2 separate regions of the Bicyclus anynana genome follow, and region 1 is linked to region 2. A link is a contact called in public Hi-C data. All regions are on one chromosome and are shown on one strand. The core of a region is the stretch at or near the end of the contact, and the rest is flanking DNA. Distances in the headings are between cores, read along the strand shown.

Region 1 (6,494 bases), core at 3,642-6,141, 92 kb before region 2:
TGTCTTTTGCATAACAGGCGTTTTGTTTTCTTCAGTTTTTACATTCTTCCGCACTCGTAATCTACTTGCTACACTTAAAACATCATCACTATCAGAGCTAGATTGATCATCGGGATCTTCTTTTTTAATATTTTCAGTAGACAATGACTTTCTTTTTGATTTTGACCTCTGCCGTGTTGGTTTTCCTTTATTCGGTTTTTCTTCCCTAGTACTTGATTCTAAGGAATTTCTTATGCTATTCATACGTTCATGACAACATTCTAACTTAACGTACGCTGATTTTTCTGTAAAATCTTTTAGTAATTGATATTTCATTAATTGATCACTCTGTTTTTTGTCTTTCAACAGCTTGCTTTTTATAAGAGGTTCATCGTCGTCAGTTGATTCCAGCTCTTCTTTTATAACAGTTTTAATTATTTCGGATTCTTCTATTTCCTTTTTTATTGGAACTGTATTAATCGGCAAGCAATCACTGTTTGTCATTTTATTTTTTGTCTTCATATTACTCTTATTTTTGTAGGATTTATTATTTTCTTTGTCTTTCTGCTTTTCATTTCTAAGTTTTTCGGGTTTATTCTTTTGCCGCCCTTTAACTAAGGAATCTACTTTAGGTAAAGTTACTTCCCTTTCTAACTTTAGTTCCTCGTCATCTATTGGTTCCTTTTTTATTTCAACAATAGCTGGTAAGTCTGCATCACAATTTTCAGAAACAAACTCAACTACATCTTCCTTTACATCACTATTTTTAGATAACTCTATGTCTTGTTTCAAACCCTTACTTTCAAAGGATTCTTTTTCTTCTGCCATGTCATTATTTTCTAATAGTTGTTCATGATTTTTAAAGCTACCATTTTCCAAGGGAGGTTTGATTTCTAGAATATTGTTTTTGGATTGGTTGTCTTCTTTTATACTGTCATTTTGTGTAGATTGTTGGTCTTTAACTTCATTAATATCTGTGGGTGGATTTTTTTGTACTACGGCACTCTTTTCAGCCACAACAGTTTCTTCTGCTACTCCACAGTTTTCTGTCACGTCATTGGTTTCCGCTATTCCAGTGTTATCCATAGAATTCTTCTCCTCTTTTACTTCATTAACCTCTAAAGATTGTTCTGATAACTCATTTTCTGCATCGAAACCATTATTACGTTTCTTACTGTTTCTTTTTTTATGACATCCCATTTTCAGCTGTTCCATAAAACTATCACAAGCACTAGCCCAATCCATATCAAAACTTTCGGTATTACTATTTTCTTCTGCATCCGTGTTTTCTTCAATTTTTTCCGTTTTTATTTGCAATATGGCGTCCCTTTCTATTTCATCTATATTCATAGGTTCTATTTTTATTTCTGGAATGTTGGTAGTAATGTGTCTTTCATTTTTTATTACAGATTCTAATCTGAGGTTATCCTCTCGAATCTGATTAAAAAGATGTTGTTTCTGAGATTTAGGAAGAAGCTTTGTATTATTTTCAACAGTTATAGTGTCTAGCTTCATCTCTAATTTTGACGAACTATCTTGTGATGGTGGCATCACTTTTAATTCCGCCTTCGTTCTTATTCTAGAAGCAACATCATTTTCTGGAGATATTCTCTTGAAATCTGGACTATCAAATTTCGGATAATCTGATTCTCTTGGTATTGAATCCACTGCTTTAGGCATTTTGATGTGATGTTCTAACCCTGGCACTAATGTTTTCGAAATACTAAATTTATTACTATTTTTCAGTTCGTTATCTTTCGTTACATCATCATCAGTTATTTCTATCACAGAATCATCTACGTCATCTATAACAATGAGATCAGGAACTTCACTATTTGATTTAGCAGTTTCTGTATATCCTGTTTGTTTTGTTTCTAAACTGTTTCGTAATATACTTAAAACTTTCTTATCCGCATGTTGCACACTATTGATAGGTAATGCGTGATGTGAAAGTAAGTCTCTTTGGCTCGGAATTTTTTGAATAATATGACGATTATTGGTTGATGGTAACTTTTCATGATAATGGGGATGGTAGTCATTCACTTCTCTGTTTCTGCTTTCTGGATACGAATTACTAGTATATCGATGATGAGAATGATGATGATGTTCACGATAAGGAAGAGAATTCAAAGAACGTTTTTGATCATGTTGATTTGCCTCTAGCCTTTTGTGGCTTGCATAACTGTATACTGGCTGAATCATTAGTTCGCGTTGTTCTCGTGCTGATTGACTCAGTTGTTCTATCCGGCTGTCAGCTGTCCACGTTTCGTGACGAAGAATTTTCTCAGGAATGTTACTAACTATAGGACCTGCAGGACGTTTTCTTTCTTCTATAATTAAGTGTCGATCATCGCGTATTCTATTCACCGAATAACGATCTTCGCCACTAGTACGGGTGAGATCTATTCTGGGAACATAATCAGTTCTACTTTCGGGATTATATTTACTACGTTCGGTATATACTTGATGTCGAGATTCAACGTGATAATTGTCAGCCCCTGGCCTCGAAGAATTATTATAAGCCCCATTAAAACTAATATTGTGATTTGTTGCATTATACGCGTTCGTATTTCTGTCTCTATATTGAGCAAAATCAGGCGAGAAGTCTACTTTATGTGAGCCAACAAAACCTGTGATCGCAGAATTTCGGCTGCTTGTAGTAGGTCTGGATTGAATGGGATGATTCTCATTTTTCATTGAAGCAGAATCGATAGCGTCATCTTGAGTTGTAGATGAATCTGCAGAATTTTTTACAGTTTTGACGGATAAATCAAGCGGTGATTCACGCTTTTGTTTCATTTGGTCTACTAACGTTGTAACAGAGACGGTCATACGCGCTTGCTGACTTGGATATCCTGGTTTAGCCGTTGAGCGTGACGGTGAAATTTGTACATGATTAGGCGTTGCATAATCATAATTTGTCTTAGGCGCAACAACCGTGCGGTATGATGATCTAGACTGAATCGTTTGTGGATATGGATGCGAGTTATTCTGAATAGCTTGAGCCGGTGAACTCGAAGGATATCGTACAGCGGATGTAGAAGGAGTAGCATAAGGGTAGCTACTTTTAGTGTCTGCTGCTCTCGTTTTGACAACGTTTTCTAAGCGAGGAGCAAGCCGCGCAATTTCTTGAGGTTGTAAAAGCGGTTGCGGTGGTGGCACTCGCTCTGAGCCTCTCATTGCATACGATGCGTTCATAGCCTCTATAGTACTGTGCTTAAATTGAAGTTGTTGATGTGAATCTATTCTTTGATTTGGAATAGGCAAGGGTGCCGACGGCGTCGGCCGGTAGCCGGAATAAACTTGTTGTGGGTCGTACTTTCTTTGCGGAAGCGTTGGATGTCTTTCATACTGAGATGATGCTCTCGAATGCGCAGGAGATTCGCGACGTGATGGGACCGACGAGTATACGGGCGACGCACGACTATCTATACAATTAATTCTTTTAGCCGGTGGCACGTGTTGCGGATGATGAATAGGTGGGACGCGGTCATTGTGTGGAGGTAACGCCTGAGTGGGCGGAAGAGAATATCGCTGCGTAGATGCGCTATAAGACGTCGTTTCAGTTAAACGGCTAATAGGATGCTGCGGAATCGAGCTAGAGATTCTGGAATACGTGTGTGGACTCTGACGGGGTTGAATCGAAGGTTGAGGCGATACAACCGGCGGTCCGTGGGAACTTCTTCCCGTGTCGGGCCCGTTTGTCTCGTAGGGATACCGCGGATAAGATTCCGGCGGACGGGACGCCGAATAGTGATCTAACGGGCGGCCTGATGTGAAATGATCGGGCGGCCTGGCCGTCGGAGTTTGTACCCGATGAGCGGGGGCACGGTACTGAAGCGTGGTGTCGGTTGGTTCGGTCGCGACGATCGCAGTGGGCGGGGCTTCAGACGGGGGCCGGGCGGGCGACGGGCTCGGCACGGCCGGGGCCGGCGCGGGCGACGGCAGCGTGTGGGGAGCCGGCTTCCGTATTATGTGAGATGGCGGTGACAAGGCTCCTCCGGGCTCCTCTTCGTCCTCGATTTCCGGCTGTTCACGGCGTTTTTCTGCTGCCTCGCGCATCACTGTGGCTTTGTGGATGAAGTGCGGCTCGGGCTCGAGCGGCTCGGACGGCGGGCGCGGCGGCATGGCGACTGCGGAGGGCGCAGGGGCCGCGGGCGGTGCCGCTGCCACGGACGGCGGTCTGGACGACGGTGTCGGGGCTCCGGACAGAGCGGGAGCACCCTCCTCGGTGGAAGCGCTGGCAGGCCACATCTGTTGACCGGTTCCTCCTGCCTGCTTTGGTATTCCCATAAAGTACTGGCGTGTCCCTTCCAGTACATTGTTGAAACTGACATCCATACTATGCAGTCCCGGTCCGACAACCAGCACCTAAAACGATAAAATTTACCTCATTTAATATTAAAAAAAATAATGGTAATAATACGATATGGTGCTATAAAAAGCAGCACAGAGATACCATTTACATCGTCCATAACAGAACATCTAGTAGGAAAAGCAAGGAACTCATCCTACACTTAGCCGTCCTGCGCTCGTCTACGGAAGCCATTCTCGTACTTATCAAGCCTCATGTGCTCAAAATTATAATTATTATAGACATGACCCATCATAACGAAATTGTAATACAAAATAATGCTGCTTGACTGCAAAAATAAGCATGGCGGTAGTACTTCCCAAGAAGAACACTGACAAAGAGCTGCTAAATACCATCTATTTCACAATACGTAAAAACGGAATTCGAGTAGAAATGTCGATACAGGAAAGCCAATACATGATCGTGCTAGACCGAATCAGCATCAAAATAAAATCGAAAAGCATCGCGCAGGAAAGGGATCAGTTATATCGTGTTTCGCGAGGTCTATCAGCATACTTCATGGTACGTAGAACTTAAGGTGATGGGGTCATTACCCGCCGGTTGCCCTTGAGCGTTCCTCGCCCCCGCACACACACAAGCGTGCAATGTAAACGCACCACGGTATAGACTATAGAGCACACGACGAAAAACTTCCGCGAGACGTTACTAAAAAGTTTACCGACCTTATTATTGCGTGTCACGTTGTTCTTTTTTTTATTTCGATACAATTTGTTTTATTTTCCGATTTATAGCCCAGCTTTTGCCCTAGTGTTATCCGCCCGCGACTTCATCTATTTAGCTTACTTGTATGTACCGTACCTATATACTTTTAACGATCGCAAAAGAGTTTTTTGCATCTTTCGCAGATTCGCTAATGCATGCAAAGCACCGCGGAGTAGCTCTGCCAGAGTCAAGCCCAAGGGATCAGCATTGATTACTGCATCAGCAGAGTCCCTAAGCGGAACAAATACAGCAATCTCGTCGGAGATTGCGTATTTGAGCCGTTTGCGGTCGAAACTAGGTCCGTGAGGTACGAGTACTCGCTTTCTTTTTAAAGAAATCGCAAAGCGATTAATCGACACCTCCCATGACCTTCTGGTTTGTCTGTAATTAGGTCAGAGATCAGTATTGGCATACAACGTGGCTATTAAATAATAAAAATAATTAAGCGTGTTAGTGACGTCCTAAAATGGAAGACAGCGTTACCCTATTTTATCCGCGTTTAATTCCGTATTTTTGGATAACTTTTTTAAAATCCGATCTCGTGAAACGAAGTCATCTGTTGCTTCAGATTGCGCTAAATCTGCATGTTAACCGAATGGAAATGCGTCAAAACAAGTAGTTCCGGAGTAGGTACTTGTACATATAATATTGTGATCGAATAGGAAAACTTTGATAAAAGAAACCTCTCGAAGGATACCTCTAGAAAGCGATCGATCCTGACAATTAGTATTGTACGATGTAGGTACATCATTTCATAACAAAATAATATATGTATTTCAAAGAGGACACAAACTATAAGAGATGTATATCGTAACTAGGGCTGTCACTGCAGACTGACACATTTAATTATTTTTAAATATATCAGTCATTAATTTAGTTTTACATACATGTTTATTTTTATATTTTATGTTACATTTAAGATACTTTTAATTAATACTAATATCATAAATGTAAAAGAGCGTCTGTCAGAGCGTAATTTTGATGAATTAATAAGAAGTAAGATATTCTTTACACCAAGTAGAGATAAATATGCTACTTTTTAAGCTGACAATATGCTTGTTATTTAAACGGGTACATACCACGATAAAACGACGAGATTTTTATTGTCGATATAAAAAAAAAAAAACAACGACCCGCAAAAGTCTGCGATAGCTGATCACATTCTACAACCGGGAACTAAACATTGGATTGAGATCCATAATCCACGCACTATTTCCACGGACCGCCACTATATACCCCGAGTAGTTCGAGAAGCCATTGAAATTCGAAAATACAAAAATTTCAATCGGGAAGATGGTTTCAAACTAGCCAGCGAGTGGAACCTGGTGGTAGAATTGTGCAAACCAAGAGGGCGCCGCGATACGCATAATAACAAAAGCGATGTCGTGAGTGTGGTTTGCCAAAAACGCGAGGTCGTTGAAAAAAGAAAAAGAACAAG
Region 2 (6,797 bases), core at 3,142-5,641:
ACATATATTAAGTATATTAAGCTCTTCGATAATAAGTAAATATATAAAATAATAAATGAATCCAATAAACTCAGTATACAGCAGAGAAAGTGAAATATTAAGAAAATGTATGTAAACATTAAGATCCGGCTGAATCACAAAACTTCCGCCCATTAGCGAATTCCGAGTGTCTCATCCGCTTTTATTATTTGATTGTTCTTTGATTTTCATTTTCCTTCTTCACATAAGTATAGATTATTATCGCAGAGTTTAATTATTAGTTTTTCATGAAAGTTTTTATTAGAACATTTATGAAAACCTCGCAACCAAAACCGTTGACTCGATACGAAGCGGAGCGTCCGTAGCAAAAAAGAAGTCTAGTGTAGGTATAAACTGGCAACCCACTCCATCGACTCTGACATAAGCGGTACGAGCCTTAGCATCAAAGAAGTGTAGTGTATTAACTGGCAACCCACTCCGTGGACTCGGACATAAGCGGAACGAGCCTTAGCAACAAAGAAGTGTAGTGTATAATCTGGCAACCTACTCCGTCGACTCGGACATAAGCGGAACGAGCCTTAGCAACAAAGAAGTGTAGTGTATAAACTGGCAACCCACTCCGTCGACTCGGACATAAGCGAAACAGCCTTAGCAACAAAGAAGTGTAGTGTATAAACTGGCAACCCACTCCGTCGACTCGGACATAAGCGAAACGAGCCTTGGCAACAAAGAAGTGTAGTGTATAAACTGGCAACCCACTCCGTCGAGTCGGATATAAGCGGAACGCGCCTTAGCAACAAATAAGTGTAGTGTATAAAGTGGCAACCCACTCAGTCGACACGGACATAAGCGGAACGAGCCTTAGCAACAAAGATGTGTAGTGTATAAACTGGCAACCCACTCCGTCGACTCGGACATAAGCGGAACGAGCCTTAACAACAAAGAAGTGTAGTGTATAAACTGGCAACCTACTCCGTCGACTCGGACATAAGCGGAACGCGCCTTAGCAACAAATAAGTGTAGTGTATAAACTGGCAACCCACTCAGTCGACTCGGACATAAGCGGAACGAGCCTTGGCAACAAAGAAGTGTAGTGTATAAACTGGGAACCCACTCCGTCGACTCGGACATAAGCGGAACGCGCCTTAGCAACAAATAAGTGTAGTGTATAAACTGGCAACCCACTCAGTCGACTCGGACATAAGCGGAACGAGCCTTAGCAACAAAGATGTGTAGTGTATAAACTGGCAACCCACTCCGTCGACTCGGACATAAGCGGAACGAGCCTTAACAACAAAGAAGTGTAGTGTATAAACTGGCAACCTACTCCGTCGACTCGGACATAAGCGGAACGCGCCTTAGCAACAAATAAGTGTAGTGTATAAACTGGCAACCCACTCAGTCGACTCGGACATAAGCGGAACGAGCCTTAGCAACAAAGATGTGTAGTGTATAAACTGGCAACCCACTCCGTCGACTCGGACATAAGCGGAACGAGCCTTAACAACAAAGAAGTGTAGTTTATAAGCTGGCAACTTCGGCCTCTGCCGTCGCGGCCGACAGCGCGGCGCGACCTACTTGCTCCTAGCGACGAAACCGTGCGCCTTCCACATTAGCACTGCTCAAAATAAACGAATTCTTCATAAATGTTGACTATAACAAGCATAGAGATCGATTACTTTCGATTAATTAAATTATTATTTATTAGATTTAATCATACGGCAATATTCGGCAAAATTTACATCATAATTTGCAATTCATATTATATTGTCATTCATTCATAAGAAAATATCGAGGAGGAGGATCTACCTATTGTAGGAGTTCAGTGTTGTATATAGTTCAATTTTAACATACGAGAAAGTTTGTGACCTACATAATAATTATGTACCACAATTAATGTCTTATAGGACAATTCTTCAAATAAATGAAAAGCACGCACTCACGCACACAAAAAATTCTCGCTCTCTTTTTTGGTTCCGTACCCAAAGGAAAACTTGGGACTCTATTACTAAAACTCCTCTGTCTATCCGTCCGTTAGTCCGTCCTACATGAAATGAAACGTGATTAACAATCACGGTTCATGAGAAAGCTGAAATTTTCAAAGATTATAAAAACAAAATAAAACAAATATTTAAGGGGCCTCCCATACAACAATTTTTTTGCCGTTTTTATAGATAGTAGATTAAAATATAATGACACCCGTCGTGCGCAAGGCCGACTCGCTCTTGGCCGATTATTTATAAGATAGTAAGTAAGTACCTAAATGGATTTTTTGCGGATTTTTTATTAGTTAGTTTGTTCATTACAATTTGTTTGAAAATTTATTAATTATTAACGATGTTATCGTTTTAGGAAGGTTAGATATCACCAAAATTCGAGATACTCTTAGTTAATTTAGAGGCCTTTTTTATCTCTTCTTGAAGTACTACAAATACATAAAAACACTAGATAAAATATTCTAAAAAAAAGTTCGCTCTTCCGTTTGCGAAACTTTCGAGTGCCAAGGCACTCGTTGATCAGGGCTCCTGACTAAGGAACCATCTCAAGGATTACTGCTTTCGGTACCCGACCCTTAATCCAACATTCAAGCGAAAGCTTTTGTTGTTGATTGAGGTTTTTCGCTATAAGACGATTGACTCATGACTGAAACGACTATCGGAACAATAATTCAACATGGCGGTAATCTCGTGACTCTTGCGCAAGGTTAAAAGGCCATAATTATTATGCGTAAATAATAATTATTTACTAGCGCCAAGTTCAGACTAGGTGATTGATATTATGTATACCCTCAGACCAATTATAGAAGGAACTGACGTTTCGAAAGTGCTTGTAAACTGAGCCTTCTTGAAATAAATGAATTTTGAACAGTAATTGTATCGCACCCAAGTTCACGAAAAAAATTGCCTGTCATTTTATGAGGGAAACGAGCTTAGTTTTAGTATAATATTAGTAATACTAAACTTGAAGATTATGCCCGTTTTTTACACCATTCAATTAAACAAGAAGGAATTTTACGGAGCTCTTTAACCGACGAACACGATTACAACTATGAAACATCGATACTATAGAGACAGTTTTTTATAATCGCATTAGATCGTTGATCATATACTTTGTCAGAAAAGTAACGTCTAGCAGGGCAGGTCCTATACAATAATTTGTCTGAGTGTATATCTAGTAATGCATAAGGCTCGAAATACGCCATAATCACGACTAAAGTGGCTTTGAAGACAAAATTATTTGTCGAATAGGGGATTTCTACCAAAACATAGCATTATGTTCTCAACTTCTTTAACCAGTGTTAGGAAAAAAGTTTGAAGCATGAATACAAAACATCGCCGGACTCTACTTTCTATAGAACTGCAAAAAGTAGGCCCTTAATGTGCATTAATAGGTATTAAACCCAGTTTTCTTTAGTTAACCTACCTAGAGTATCTAAAATTCAATATAGGTAGGTACAACTAACCCGCTGTTCACATTAAATAATATCAACTCTAATAAAATTACGCGTCGAGAAAGCTGGATGCTGATATTTCGCAATACTGTTCTCGGCAAACGATTCAAAAAAACTCGTTCCTGTGGGCCTTGGCAACACTTGGCCACTTGCCACGCCCATCCAGACTTGCTGGAAAGCAGTTTCACAGCCAAGTCGTTGCTTGTAATTAACCAACTGTCAATTTTAACCTATTATCAACGCAATCTGCTGATTCTAGTCAAGTTTCTTTTACGTTTTTTCGCTTAACTGTATAAATAAAAGAACAGCTGCTTTTTCGAGGAACAATAAAGTTACGCTTCCTCGTACGTAACTCCTCAATCAAGATAAGTAGTGACATTGAAATTTGTTTAACTTAACGTTTAGTAACATAAGGCGGCTCGCTAATTAAAAATTGAATAGGTAGGTTTATTTTTTTTTACAAATAAATTGAATACAATTGAATCGAGAGCACAATTAGTAAATTAAAAGTTATCGCTTATTGACGACATAGTTACAGCGGCACAGATAACGGAACGTAATTAAGTATAATTAACTGCCAAGTGGTTTGAAAATGATGCACTCGCTTACTGTATTCTTTTGCGTGTAGACTGTAGAGCTTCAAGGAACACCGCGTGACACCAGTCCGGTTCAATTCCACGTAGACGGTTCGTAGTTCTCACGAGAAGTATCCACAGAGCGTCAAGGATCCACGACGCAGTCGTTTTGGACAACGTCGCGTAAGCAGTCACAAGCACTCTCACAGAATCAATTCAACACTACACCATCTGCACGGCACTGATCCGTTGCGACGAAGCGTATCCAGTTTTTTTTTGTACAAGAGTTTTTTTTAGTAGACGTACGAAATAAAAGTCGGATTCAACTGTAATTAACGAGCGACACGAACACTTACGCGTACAGACCGCTGAAAACTGGTAGTTTGTCGACGATAAAACCCGATTGCGCGCCGACCGGCCCTGGCAGGAGGGTAAAGAGGGGCAGCGAGGTCTCGTTCACTCTCGCGGGCACACGTTAAGGAGGGGACAAGGAGGCCAATAACAGCCGAACGAAGCTCGCCGATCCCGCTATGATTGCTACGATTCACGACACCACGCGCGGGCGGCTGTGGCCTGTGGATGACGTGACGGATGCCTTGGAGTTTGGGCTCAATGCTCATCGCTACGTTGATAGCATATTGGCAAACATCGCACACGTCACCGTGCGTGCATCAAGTACGATGTAGAGTTTAATTTATAAACAACATTTGTTAACAATATTTATTGTAACCATTGTGTCTATATTTGAAGTGTAAAACTGCACATCTACATCTGTCATCTACTATGTTTTTATCATTACCTCAACGATTTTTAGGTACACAACAAGATGTTTCGGCACCATGAACTGCTCTACCAACATTTGAACGCGGGTAGTATCTAAACAATTAAGACAGAGTCTCCGATTCCGGAGAGCGTAGGTTTTATAATATGTCATAGCGGCGAATTGGGACACCGTGGTTGACTATTGGCTTAACCCCTCTCATTACTGAGGAGACTCGAGCTCAGCAGTGAGCTGAATATGGGTTGATAATGATGAAGATGATCTAAACAATAAATAACTGAAATACTTGTATCATTTGAATATTAATTTTCTCACTTTGTTTAACAGTAACGTAAATAGGTTGTAATCGTAAAATTAATAAAACTAGGTACGTACCCGGTATTCCTTAACATAAGTATTGATCTGGAACGGTTGTTGAGCCATATTCGACGTGTTTAGCCGCACGATTCCCATCAAACCAACAACACTACATCAACAGCTATTCAACGAGCAATAAAACTCCGTTAGAACTAATTTGCATTCAGCAAAAACTCTTTGAGGCAATTTCTCCGCGGGAATTTTTTTGCGCGTTCCACGCTATCGAGGTTTGCACGGGACATTAGCGGCGTGGCACACAGAAAAAGATTATTTACACGAGCAATTTATTGAAATCTAGTTATATAAATCTTTTTCTAAACAAACCTTCGTCTGAGGTCTTAACAGTCTTCTGGAGAGCATTTATCTAACTAATTTACATGTTAAATTGTCAAGCCGTATCACCGTTGAGACTGGATATTAACATAAAATTGAAAATTTCGAAATTTTCCCGAAGATTATGAAATTATTAATTACACTCTCGATCAAGTCATCAACATTCTCTTTCAGTGCGCTTTTATTTGAGACTCCACTAGAGTATATGTATTTGCAGTCATTCGGTTATTCTTCGCCAATTTCACCCCACACAACTTTTAAACGGCTCAACCGATTTTCATCAAACATGTCTAAGATCACTCGCACATAAGTCATCTTTTGCGCAAAATTAACAAAATTGAAATCGCTTCATCCGTTCGGGAGGTATGGTGCCACAGACAGACTGATAGACAGATAGACACGTCAAACTTATAACACCTTTTTTTGCGCTGGGGGTTAAAAATAAGCACATTACCTACTCGAAACATGCATTTACGGCTGGTAAAACATTGAAACCGACAAAACTCAATGTCTACACTCGTTGACTTTTGAAGAATTCATGACGGTAATGGAAGTCAGCAGTGCTGACTACTGTTGCAGATCCTGGGAGATATAAGAGAAGAGTGGAGTTTATGCGATAATAGTCTAATTTGCCCTGTAATTAAGGCTTCAATTGCGAAAACCTTACTCTCGGTTCCTCCTTTAGAAACATCCTCCGTCATTATAGTAGTATGCACAGAAGTCATTGCTTTTTCTCTATACCTACCCGCATTTACGTACATTCATCCGACGTTTACCATCGTTTCGTTCGCACAACTTTCCGAGTTATTGTATACAGCTTTTAAAGCGTGAGAAATTGGTTTTTGTGTTACCACAGAGATTTTCTAAAGAATATACAGTAGGTAGGTATAATGTAATTAGAAACAAAGAAATCGTGGCGCGGAAGTATCAAGTAGTTAGATGAAATATTATTATTTAAGTAGTTAATTGAGTAAGTAGATACTTTAAAATTTTCAGCTTTTATTAGTTATTGACTTGCCAAATCCTTAGTCTTCAATTGTAGAATGTTGTTGTGATTATCGTACAATACCATTTGTTTTAGGATTTAAACCATCGTGAGTGTTATTGCTATTAACTGATTATGAATACAAATCCACATCGTTTGGATCGTGCCGCGTTGCAAGAACCAGCTCATAACTAAGGGCCTCGTATGGGTTCGAAACTAGTCGTGCATACTCCGAACGTTGTATCACTTGAGTTTTAGCCGTGTTTCATAATCAGTTAATATCGTCTGTCTGTCCGCGGTTTAGCACAGAGACTATTACTACTAGAAAGCTGTAAT

Evidence for each region. A called contact is a pair of places that touch in the nucleus more often than the background predicts.
Region 1: a Hi-C map of whole larva shows a contact between it and region 2, with 4 times the contacts expected there. The contact joins the enhancer-like site here to the promoter of LOC112043465 in region 2. A contact is called at or near these places in 2 of 2 Hi-C or Micro-C datasets (whole body and whole larva).

What each region holds. Positions count from the first base shown.
Region 1 is chr12:4,145,523-4,152,016 of ilBicAnyn1.1, reverse strand. LOC112043465 reads right to left here. Exons shown (of 9, transcript XM_024078876.2): 5 at 1-4,350. The coding sequence starts at 4,320. Among protein-coding and RNA genes, the nearest start is that of LOC112043464, 12 kb to the left of the region's middle. Within about 2 kb of position 4,891, at least 8 of the 8 cell types and tissues checked have open chromatin away from gene starts, as enhancers often do.
Region 2 is chr12:4,052,436-4,059,232 of ilBicAnyn1.1, reverse strand. LOC112043465 reads right to left here and starts at 4,391. Exons shown (of 9, transcript XM_024078876.2): 1 at 4,040-4,391.